2 separate regions of the Hordeum vulgare genome follow, and region 1 is linked to region 2. The links are chromatin contacts, called in public Hi-C maps. All regions are on one chromosome and are shown on one strand. The core of a region is the stretch at or near the end of the contact, and the rest is flanking DNA. Distances in the headings are between cores, read along the strand shown. Region 1 holds the start of LOC123402658 (testis-expressed protein 2-like). Region 2 holds the start of LOC123402983 (putative E3 ubiquitin-protein ligase LIN-1).

Evidence for each region. Hi-C and Micro-C count contacts between places; a contact is called where the count stands out from the background.
Region 1: a Hi-C map of leaf shows a contact between it and region 2, with 6 times the contacts expected there. The contact joins the promoter of LOC123402658 here to the promoter of LOC123402983 in region 2. A contact is called at or near these places in 2 of 6 Hi-C or Micro-C datasets (leaf and seedling).

The regions. Positions count from the first base shown.
Region 1 is chr6H:107,829,789-107,835,197 of MorexV3_pseudomolecules_assembly, forward strand. It overlaps LOC123402658 (testis-expressed protein 2-like), which reads left to right and starts at 3,986. Exons shown (of 7, transcript XM_045096591.1): 1 at 3,986-4,298; 2 at 5,121-5,371. The coding sequence starts at 4,119.
Region 2 is chr6H:107,538,073-107,543,507 of MorexV3_pseudomolecules_assembly, forward strand. LOC123402983 (putative E3 ubiquitin-protein ligase LIN-1) reads left to right here and starts at 4,031. Exons shown (of 7, transcript XM_045096956.1): 1 at 4,031-5,024; 2 at 5,137-5,269. The coding sequence starts at 4,114.

The DNA of each region.
Region 1 (5,409 bases), core at 2,736-5,235, 290 kb after region 2:
TCATAGGCATCCTTACACGCAAGAAAATCCTCAGCTATCTCTCCCTCCATAACGTAACCCTCAGGTATATCAGGCAATTCATATCTAGGAGAGCTAGATCTAGCAGGAGCAAAAGCAGGTTCTATCTCAATAGTATCGGCAGTATAAGAAGCATCACGAGCATTGGCAGTAACTCTAGCAATATGAGCATCAAGGAACACTCCTAGTGGAATATCAGGCAAAATAGTATCTCTAGCAGTATCAAGCATAGCATCATCAGGCAAAATAGCATCTCTAGCATCATCAGGCAAAGCAGTATCAAGCATAGCATCTCTAGCAGTATCAAGCATAGCATCTCTAGCAGTATCAGGCATAGTATCATCAGGCATAGTATCAAGCATAGCATCTCTAGCAGTAGCATCATAAGCATCATCAAGCACAGGCGACATATCAAGATTTCTAGCAGGAGGTGATGTCGCAAACTTACTCATAACTGAAGGTGAATCAAGTGCAGAGCTCGATGGCAATTCCTTACCTCCCCTCGTAGTTGAGGGCAAGACTTTGGTCTTCGGATCCTTCAGATTCTTCATAGTGATCAGCAGATATAAATCCCAAGTGACCCAGAAAATATAGCAATACCTCCCCGGCAACGGCACCAGAAAAATGCTGATTGCAATCTCTGGCGATGGCTAGACGAATGCTGATGACAACAAACCTTCCCTTGCAACGGCACCAGAAGAATGCTGCTAGCACTCCCCGGCAACGGAACTAGAAGAATGTTGTTGATGGCCCACCGGCGCGTGGGTTCGCAGCAGTTTTCGAGGGTAGAGTATTCGACCCAATTTGTTGGTTAGCCAGGCAGGAGGTGAGAGAATACTCTCGATTATTAGCAGCTGAATTTGTCAGATTCAACCACACCTGAAAGAGTAGTATCTGTAAGCAAAGTATCAGTAGCAAAGTAGTATGATAACAACGGTGTCAGAAACGATCTGTTGACGACAGACTATTCCTAACGATTGTATCAATGGCGCCAAGTTGCCTCGTTGACGGAAGTTGTCAGTTCCCGTCAACGTCGAGTAAACCAAAATTGTAGCAGGTAGCAGCAGTGTAAATAGCAATAGCAGCGGCAAGGAACAACAATAGTGACAGCAGTAGCAAGTAGCAACAGTAGCAAGCAACAGTAGTAGCAACAGTAGCAGCAGAGCAAGACAAGTAACAGCAGTAGCAACAGTAGTAGCAGCAGCAGCAAAGCAAAACAAGTAACAGCAATAGGACAAACTCGTAGGCAATGGGTCGGTGATTTGTTTGGATGATATTCATCATGCAACAGTTATAACGCGGAGAGATATGTGGCTAGCTCCCGTTCGTCAATGTGATGTAGGCATGCATTCCGTGTGTCGTCATACGTGCTTAGGGAAAAGAACTTGCATGACATCTATTGTCCATCCCTCCCGTGGCAGCAGGGTCCAAAAGGAAACTACGGGATATTAAGGTTCTCCTTTTAATAAAGAACCGGACCAACGCATTAGCACTTGGTGAACACATGAACTCCTCAAACTATGGTCATCACCGGGAGTGGTTCTGGTTATTGTCACTCCGGGGTTGCCGGATCATAACACATAGTAGGTAACTACAACTTGCAAGATCGGATCTAAAACACACATATATTGGTGACAACATAATAATTTCAGATCTGAAATCATGGCACTCGGGCCCTAGTGACAAGCATTAAGCATGGCAAAGTAGTAGCAACATCAATCTCAGAACATAGTGGATACCAGGGATCAATCCCCATCAAAACTAACTCGATTACATGATAGATCTCATCCTACTCATCACCGCCCAGCGAGCCTACGAATAGATTACTCACGAACGACGAAGAGCTTCATGGAATTGGAGAGGGAAGAAGGTTGACGATGACGATGGCGACGATCTCCCCTCTCCGGAGACCAAAACGGACTCCAGATCTGCCCTCCAGATGAAGAACAGGTGGTGGCGGCGCCTCCGTATCGAAAACGCGATGAAAACTTCTCTCTTTATTTTTTCTGGGACGAAAGTGAACTTATAGACCTAAGGTTGGGGGCGGTAGAGCCGTGTGGGCCCCACAAGCCTGCCCACCGCCACCAGGGGGGTGGTGGCGGAGCCAGGGCTTGTGGCCCACTGGCCCACCCCCTCAGGTGGAACTTGGCGCAGATATTTTTCTTATTTTCCAAAACTGCTCCCCGTAAATTTTTAGGATATTTGGAGAACTTTGATTTCTGCACAAAAATAACACCAAGGCAATTCTGCTGAAAACAGCGTCAGTCCAGGTTAGTTACATTCAAATCATGCAAATTAGAGTCCAAAACAAGGGCAAAAGAGTTTGGAAAAGTAGATACGATGGAGACGTATCAACGACAGGCTTACATGGGCGCCGGTTGAAAACATGTGATGCGTGACCATGGTTCTAATTGTTTGGCCAAGTTCATGTCAGGACTCTACTATACGCACGGGAGGTGGTGGGCACACATGATGATGTCGGCTAGGTGGTCCTCTTTGAGTGCAGAGTTTGGAGTTCTCGTTTGAAAACTCTAGATCCATCCTCCTATGGTTGAACGTAGCAATGATGTCATTCATGTGGTGTTCCTTTGTTGAAGGCATTGTAGAATTTGCTTGGCCTCCTCTCCGGGGTGAGAACTTATGATTTGACTTCGATGTTTGGTACAACAACGACAACATCGATGCATCGTTTGCTTCTCGGAGGCGTCGTTGTTGCAGCACGTATCATGTCATCTAGGTTTTCATCATTGATGGTTGTTGATGATGTTTGTTCTGGTTGTTCTATTTGGTCAATGTTCTTTTTTTTCTCTTGTGATAGTTTGGTCGTGTGCATTCATGTTGTGTCAAGTAGTTCATGAGATCAACACTAGCACAAAATCAGACTTTGGAGGAGGTTTTGGTTGCCATCGGTGGTTGTGAGTTCTTCCTCAAACATGTGTCACTAATACTTGGCACATCGAAAGGAGTTTTCAAAACCGCCTCCAAAGTATCGCCCTAAAGGAGGTTATTGCGTTAGAACAGCCTTGAATGCTCGATATGCCGGATGTGGTTTCATAATTCAACCACGTGCAATAATTTCCTACTAAAAACGGTTTCCGTTTTTCCAGCGGCCTTCATTTATTTATTTTTAATCGGGTCAATATTTTTAATTCTTAAGAAGTATCGCCAAGGAAAATGAAAGCAACATCCAAATAAACTAGAACTACACCATTCATTTGCACAAATCTTTGGGTCTCATAATAGATAGACATACATCATACACATGTACATTTACACACTTCACAACTTTGGAATGTGTTTGAAAACCTAAAATGATTGAAAGAGGGTATCCCAAAAAGAGCAACATCCACAATAATTTATTCTTTATGTTGAGTTGCACATCACCGAGACTTCATCTTCTCTTAAAAACATGTATAGTGCAACTAAAAAATAAAGCCACATGCCAAAGAAATATTTGTAGATCTACATACCGAGACATCGAACTTATGAACTAGATACCGACCTACATAAAGGAGATGACAAGAATGATTATCTCACCATGGTGTAAAACACCTAGGCCAAAACGCCAAGTCGCATGACTCATACATAACATCTCGGTCAAGATATCAACTATCCCGATCTTTTTAAATATTATAGCATGAACTTTGAGACACACAACCCATATTCAAAATGATGGGTTCGGAGTACTAGGTGCCTACCCATGTTCCTCCTTCATCTATTCGTATTTTTCTGCGCGATAAATAAATAAATAAATAAAGTCATTTGTCTATGAGGTATGATTGCATATGTCAATATCAAGCTTGAGATTGCCAACAGGACATGCCAATATGAAGTATGATTGCATTTGTCTCCACGTGGCATTATGTGCAGCTGTGTGCGCCGTGCCGTGAAGCGAAAAGCGCGTTCGGCGTTCACCATTTAACCTCCTTTCATAAAAAGGCCATAAAGCAACAGGGACCGTGACAGGCGGGCCCCATGCACGTCCGTCCTCCCTCCTTGACAATGCTGACTTGTTCTCCGCCTCTTCTTTCCTATGTTCTCTTGTGGGCTGCGGAGCTGCCTCGCCTGGGAAGGTCCCCTCGTCATCGTCGTCGTCGCCCATGGCGGTGGCGATCTTCCTCTCGGGCTTCCTCCTCGGCCTCCTCGCGCTCGCTCTCGCGGAGGGGGCGGCGATTCTCTGGGCCGTCAGCTCCCTGCGCCGCCGCCGGCCAAGCCCTCCGCCTCCGGAGGCCGCCGCCGCCGAGCTCTCCGGCGACCGGCCGTTCCCCGCCGAGAAGCAGGTCGATAAACTTGAAATTGTCCCTCCCACTCTCCCGTCTCTACCAATTTCCCTCTCATGTTTTCCTGCGTCGCAATTGCAATCCTTTGGAGCAGGCAAGACAAGCAAATGAGGGGTCTGTCAATAGCTTGCAGGAATGCTCGTTTACTTTATGCAGAATACCCAGATTCTTCCGCCTTTCTCTAATAATTATTATGGCTGAACTCCTGATGGTGGTTCGAGAAGCAATCTGTTCTCCTGAATTTGCGCCTTCTCTCTGCTCTGTTCGAAAGCAATAACCTGCATCATTTTCTTTAATTGTGCTACTAGACCATCAACTAGCCGTACTCACCATTGGACATTGGCCCTGTTTGGAACCACCCAGATTATATAATCTGGTTTTTATAATTTATTGTATTTTCAAACAGGACAGTTTATATTGTAGATTTTATAAACTAGATGACCAGATTATTATAATCTCATAATCTGCTCTACCCCAGCTAAAATGAGATTATGGATTACAAATGACGTGTTACCCTTGTAAACTTCAAGAGAATTACGCAGTGCCACCGCCACTTTCCTATATTTCCTTGTAAACAGAAGGCAAACATGTCATTGTACAATTTAAAAGCTGGTTTACAGTTTATATAATCTGGCATCCAAACATGCCCACCTGGATTATTTTTATAAACCAGATTATGTAATCTATGTTCATAATCCAGATTATCATAATCTATTATGGTTCCAAACAGGGCCAAACTCTCACACGCTGTGCCTGGTGTTGATTCGAGAAAGGTATGCTCGTAATTTGGATCATTTCACCTGACAGCCATACTTGTTGCAGGGTTTTCTCTGGATGTTAGAGCCAGGAAAGGTGCCAAAAGTTAGCAACGGCAACCGCTTACCACCAACTGGGGTTCAGAAAGGCATGAAGGATAAAAAGAACATCGTCGAGGTTTCTCCGATAAGGATGAGGGCTAAAATGAAAGGCCACTCGCTTTTCTTGACAGGTCCCGATGGTTCTCAGATAACCATTGAGCTTTTGGATTGCACTGTTCTTGCTGTTTCTGCATCTAACCTACCTTCACGTAAATGGTTTGTGCAAATGCAATTTGTTACCGTACATTAATCTT
Region 2 (5,435 bases), core at 2,781-5,280:
GTGGACTAAGGATTTTTTCTCGATTATGGAGGTGATCAAAGAGTTCGTCGTAAAGGGTTACGTCGATGCAAGCTTTGACACTAATCCGAATAACTCTCAGTAGTAAACCGGATTCATATAGTCGAGCAGTCATTTGGAATAGTTCCAAATGGCACGTAGTAGCAGCATCTATAGGATAACATAGAGATTTGTAAAGCACACACGAATCTGACCGTTGACTAAAATATCTTTCACAAGCAAGACATGATCGAACCCCAGAACTGTATGGGTGTTAGATTCATTACAATCACACAGTGATGTGAACTAGATTATTGACTCTAGTGCAAGTGGGAGACTGTTGGAAATATGCCCTAGAGGCAATAATAAATTGGTTATTATGATATTTCCTTGTTCATGATAATTGTTATTATCCATGCTGGAATTGTATTGATTGGAAACTCAAATACATGTTTGGATACATAGACAACACACTGTCCCTAGTGAGCCTCTAGTTGACTAGCTCGTTGATCAAAGATGGTCAAGGTTTCCTGGCATAGGGAAGTGTTGTCACTTGATAACGGGATCACATCATTAGGAGAATGATGTGATGGACAAGACCCAAACTATAAACATAGCATGTGATCGTGTCATTTTGTTGCTATTGTTTTCTGCAAGTATTCATTCCCATGACCATGGGATCACGTAACTCACTGACACCGGAGGAATGCCTTATGTGTATCAAACGCCGCAATGTTACTGGGTGACTATAAAGGTACTCTACAGGCATCTCCGAAGGTGTCCGTTGAGTTAGCATGGATCAAGACTGGGATTTATCACTCCGTCTGATGGAGAGGTATCTCGGGGCCCACTCGGTAATACAACATCACATACAAGCCTTGCAAGCAATGTGACTAAAGAGTTAGTCACGGGATCTTGTATTACGGAATGAGTAAAGAGACTTGCCGGTAACGAGACTGAAATAGGTATGGGGATACCGACGATCAAATCTCGGGCAAGTAACATATCGAAGGACAAAAGGAATGATGTACGAGATTGTTTGAATCCTTGACATAGAGGTTCAACCGATAATATCTTCGTAGAACATGTAGGATCCAATATGGATGTCCAGGTCCCGCTATTGGATATTGACCGGAGAGTGTCTCAGGTCATGTCTACATAGTTCTCGAACCCGCAGGGTCTGCACACTTAAGGTTCGGTGACGTTTATGTATAGTTGAGTTATAGGTGCTGGTGACCAAAGTTTTGTTTGGAGTCCTGGATGAGATCCCGGACGTCACGAGTGTTACCGGAATGGTCTGGAAACGAAGATTGATATATAGGAAGTTGGTATTTGGATTCCGGAAGATTTTCGGGCATTACGGGTAGTGTACCCGGAGTGACGAATGGGTTCCGGGGGCCCACCTAGTGGGCCCACCATGCCCCAAGGGGTCCACATGAGTTTATTGGATGCACAATAAGGCTTAATGGGCTGACAAGTCATCCAAGGAAAGCCCATGAGGAAAAGGTGGAAAATCCAAAAGAGGTGGGCAATTTAGGAAGGAGTCCTAATCCAAGTGGGATTGGAGGAGGACTCCTCCCTCCTCCACTTCGGCCGAGCCAAGGAGGCTCTCCTTGAGCCTCAAGGCTAGCCCCTCCCTCCTCCTATATATACTAGAGGGTTTATGGTTTTTTGAGAAACAACTTTGCCACGTGCAATCCTAAACCTCTACTTCGTAGTTCTCCCTCTAGATCGGATTTCTGCGGAGCTTAGGCGAAGCCCTGCAGGAATAAGATCACCACCACCACCACCGGCGCGCCGTCACGCTGCCGGAGAACTCATCTACTTCCCCGTCTCTCTTGGTGGATCAAGAAGGCGGAGATCGTCATCGAGCTATACATGTGCTGAACGCGGAGGTGTCGTCCGTTCGGTACTAGATCGGGACGGATCGTGGGACGGCGGCGATTTGGATCGCGAAGACATTCCACTACATCAATCGCGTTTCTTAACGTTTCCCGCTTAGCGATCTACAAGGGTATGTAGATCCGATCTCCCTCTCGTAGATGATCATCACCATGATATGTCTTCGTGTGCGTAGAATTTTTTTTGTTTCCCATGCTACGTTTCCCAAACGAAAATTCATAAGCTGCATTGCATCTTGATCTTCACGGATTTCAACTTATATTCTAGGTATTTCAAAATCGTTGGTTTGGGCTACACTATCACCCTCATCCTTGACGATCATATTGTGCAAAATAACACGACATGTCATCACGTGCCACAAAGTTTCTTGTTCCCACATCATTGAAGCCCCACGAACAATTCCCCAATGCGCTTGGAGCACTCCAAAAGCCCTCTCCACATCCTTCCTAGCTCATTCCTGCATTGTTGCGAAGTGCTTTTGTTTTCTGCCAAGTGGTTCGAATATGGTCTTCACAAATGCAGCCCATCGGCAAGATAGTATCCCATGTTGTAGAATCTCATGCTCGAAGGTGATTCCCCATTGCAAAGCCTCCTGAACACCGGAGATCATTGAAGCACGTTGATGTTGTTGTGAGAACCTAACATTCCAAAGAAAGCATGCCAAATCCATAAGTCATGTGATGCCACCGCCCACCGCCTCTAGTATGATGGTGACCTCTTTTGTGTGACCTTGGTACATTCCTCGCAAAGCTTTGGGGCAGTTTTCTCCATTACCAATGCATGCAATCGATTGATCTCAGCATTCCTGAAAACCCTCTCGCCTCTCCAATTGCCAACAACTTCTCCATGTCCTGTGCATTTGGCTCTCTCAGATACTCTGCTCCAACACCTCCAACACAGCACGGGCAAACCTGACATTAGTTTTCACGCATGTGCTCTCCTCCATCCCGACCATCTCACCAACAACATCAGCCGCAGTACCAAGTGCAAGCATTCTCATAGCAGCCGTGCACTTCTGCTTGGCACATAAAGAGAGTTGACCGCAACAATCCTTTGTGAGCTTGAAGTAGTCATCATGTGCCTCCACTGCCTCCACAATGCGTAAGAACAATGGTTTTCGCATGCGAAAACGATGACGAAAAATGTATCAGCTGGGAAAGTTGAATCCGTATTAAAATAATCCTTGTGTAGTAGCTTTGCTCGGGATACCCTACCCCAATTGATGACTCTTCGCGCTTTGATTGAGCCCTTGAAATTGAGAATGTACTCCGCTTCCCGGTCCATTTCCCTTTGCATGATCATGAGCATCATCATGTCCACTTCTTCGTCTGAATCCGATGAATCCGATGAATCGAACCGCATCGGAATCCATCGTTTCTCCTAAAAAATTGACCAACAAATCCGGTCAGACATTCTGTCAAACACATTCGGCGCAAGACACATCGAGAGAGTTGCAAGACATACCACGGTGTCTTCCGGGCCGGCGACGACGTCGTGCACAAAGAGGTCGGGAGAGATGATCCCTTTCACCGAGTGGCTAGGGTGGCAAAGGCTACTAGGCGACGCAGCGCGCGGAGGAAGAAGAGAGGAAAACAGAAACTGGATCCGGTAGTTCTGTGGGGTGGATTTGGTGCAATTTGAGGTATAGTCGGGCTATCCGGTCCGACGTGATGGACGTGCCCGGGCTCCCATATCCGTCCCATATTTGGGCTGAAAATGGGTGCGAGTCAGACTAGGTGTTTGAGCCCTTTTTGAAAGATCTATGTTAGTTGATTTTTGTGACCAGATAATGATCGGACGGTCTGTTCAAACGTTTGAGGAGGGTTTAAGAGTCGGTTTAAAGATGCTCTAAGCCGGCAATTTTTTTTAAAACACAATGCTCCAGCTCCTCCACTAATAAATCTGTGTAGGAGTACAAATTAAGCAGAGTTTAATTTGGTTCAGCTCTCGGGCTCTCGATCAGTCTCTGCTGCCGCATAGCGACGGGCACGCTTCGCTTGTCGTTGTCGTCGTCCACGCCAGCGCCAGCGCTGCATGGGAGCATGCATGGCCGTGCCCTTGCCCGTGGGGCTTGACCCACCGGCGGCCCCGCGCTTTTAACCGTGCCACTGCCACCCTCTCTCCCCCCTAAATGCTTCGGGGAGAGGGCCGCACTGCACACGGCGCCTTCTAGTTCCGTTCCAGCCAGCTCTCGCCCCAAGAGCAAGAAGCGCGATGCCGCCGCCGCCGCCGTCCTCCTCTTCCTCCCTCCGCGACCTGCTCGCGCGGGAGTGCTCCGAGCTCCCCGAGCCCGCCGCCGCGCCGTGCCGCACGGTGTCGAGCAGGCACGGTGCCGACGACGCGGTGGGCACGGTGGTGTCGATGCTTTCCGGGTACGCGGGGCGGTTCTCCAAGGACGCGGAGTTCCGGCGGGCGCTCCGGGAGAAGTGCGCACCCTGCCTCGCGCCCGCGGGGGAGGCGGCAGCGAAGGAGCACGCCGTGCTGCTGGCCGACCTCGAGCTGGCCATCGAGAGCATCGAGCGCCTCGCCGACGCCTCCCCGTCCCCGCGGGACTCCAAGATCCGCTCGCTTCGCAACTCCATCCGCCTCCTCGGCGTCGTCGCCGCGCTCCACGCGCCGCCAGGTCCCGCCGACTCTGGCGAGGGTGACGCCCGCGGGGTGCCCAGCTCCCACCTCTCCGCGTGCGCGCAGCTCTACCTCGCCGTCGTGTACAAGATGGAGAGCGACCCCCACCTCGCGGCGCGCCACCTCCTCCAGGTGTTCGTCGACGCGCCCCACCTGGCCCGCAAAACCCTCCTCCCGGACCTCTGGGCCCACGTCTTCCTCCCCCATCTGCTCCATCTCGAGGTCTGGCTCGCCAATGAGTCCGAGCTCGTCGCCGGCTGCGACGGCGGCGACGCCGACGGCCGGAGCAGCAGGAGGATGAAGACCCTGCAGAGGCTGTACGACGACCAAATGGACAGCGGCACTGCTCAGTTCGCAATGTACTACAAGGAGTGGCTCAAACACGGCGGCGATGCCCCGCCCGCCACCCCCTCCGTGCCATTGCCTTCGACGCCGTGGAGTTTCGACAAGTGGGAGAAGCACTCGTCGTCACTGCGCACGAGCTCCATCAACAGAAATCTGTGCGTGAACCTCGTCAATAGACAGTTTGCTGTTTGATATGAGTCAATTAGGATAAGAATGCACCATCCAAAATTGGTATAAGAATGCCTTGAGATCATCTGATTTTTACAGGTACAATGCCGTTTTTGGCATCTCGTTTGAGCAGGAGGATGCGAAGCTGCCTGATGAGGCCGAATATGTCTTGGATATGGATGTGCAATTGGATGAAAATCCAGGTAGCTTGAAGATGGAGAAGCTTGCTCATGTGAGTCAACAGTTCCTTTCTTGCCATTATATATGGTGATTAGCCTGATAGGCCGACACGCCACACGGTGTAAGTTTGTGCGTGTGTCTCTGATTAGGACTACCAGTATGCCTTGGACAAGGGACAAGTTATGATCACTCATCGCTGTCCTGATAATTTGGATAGA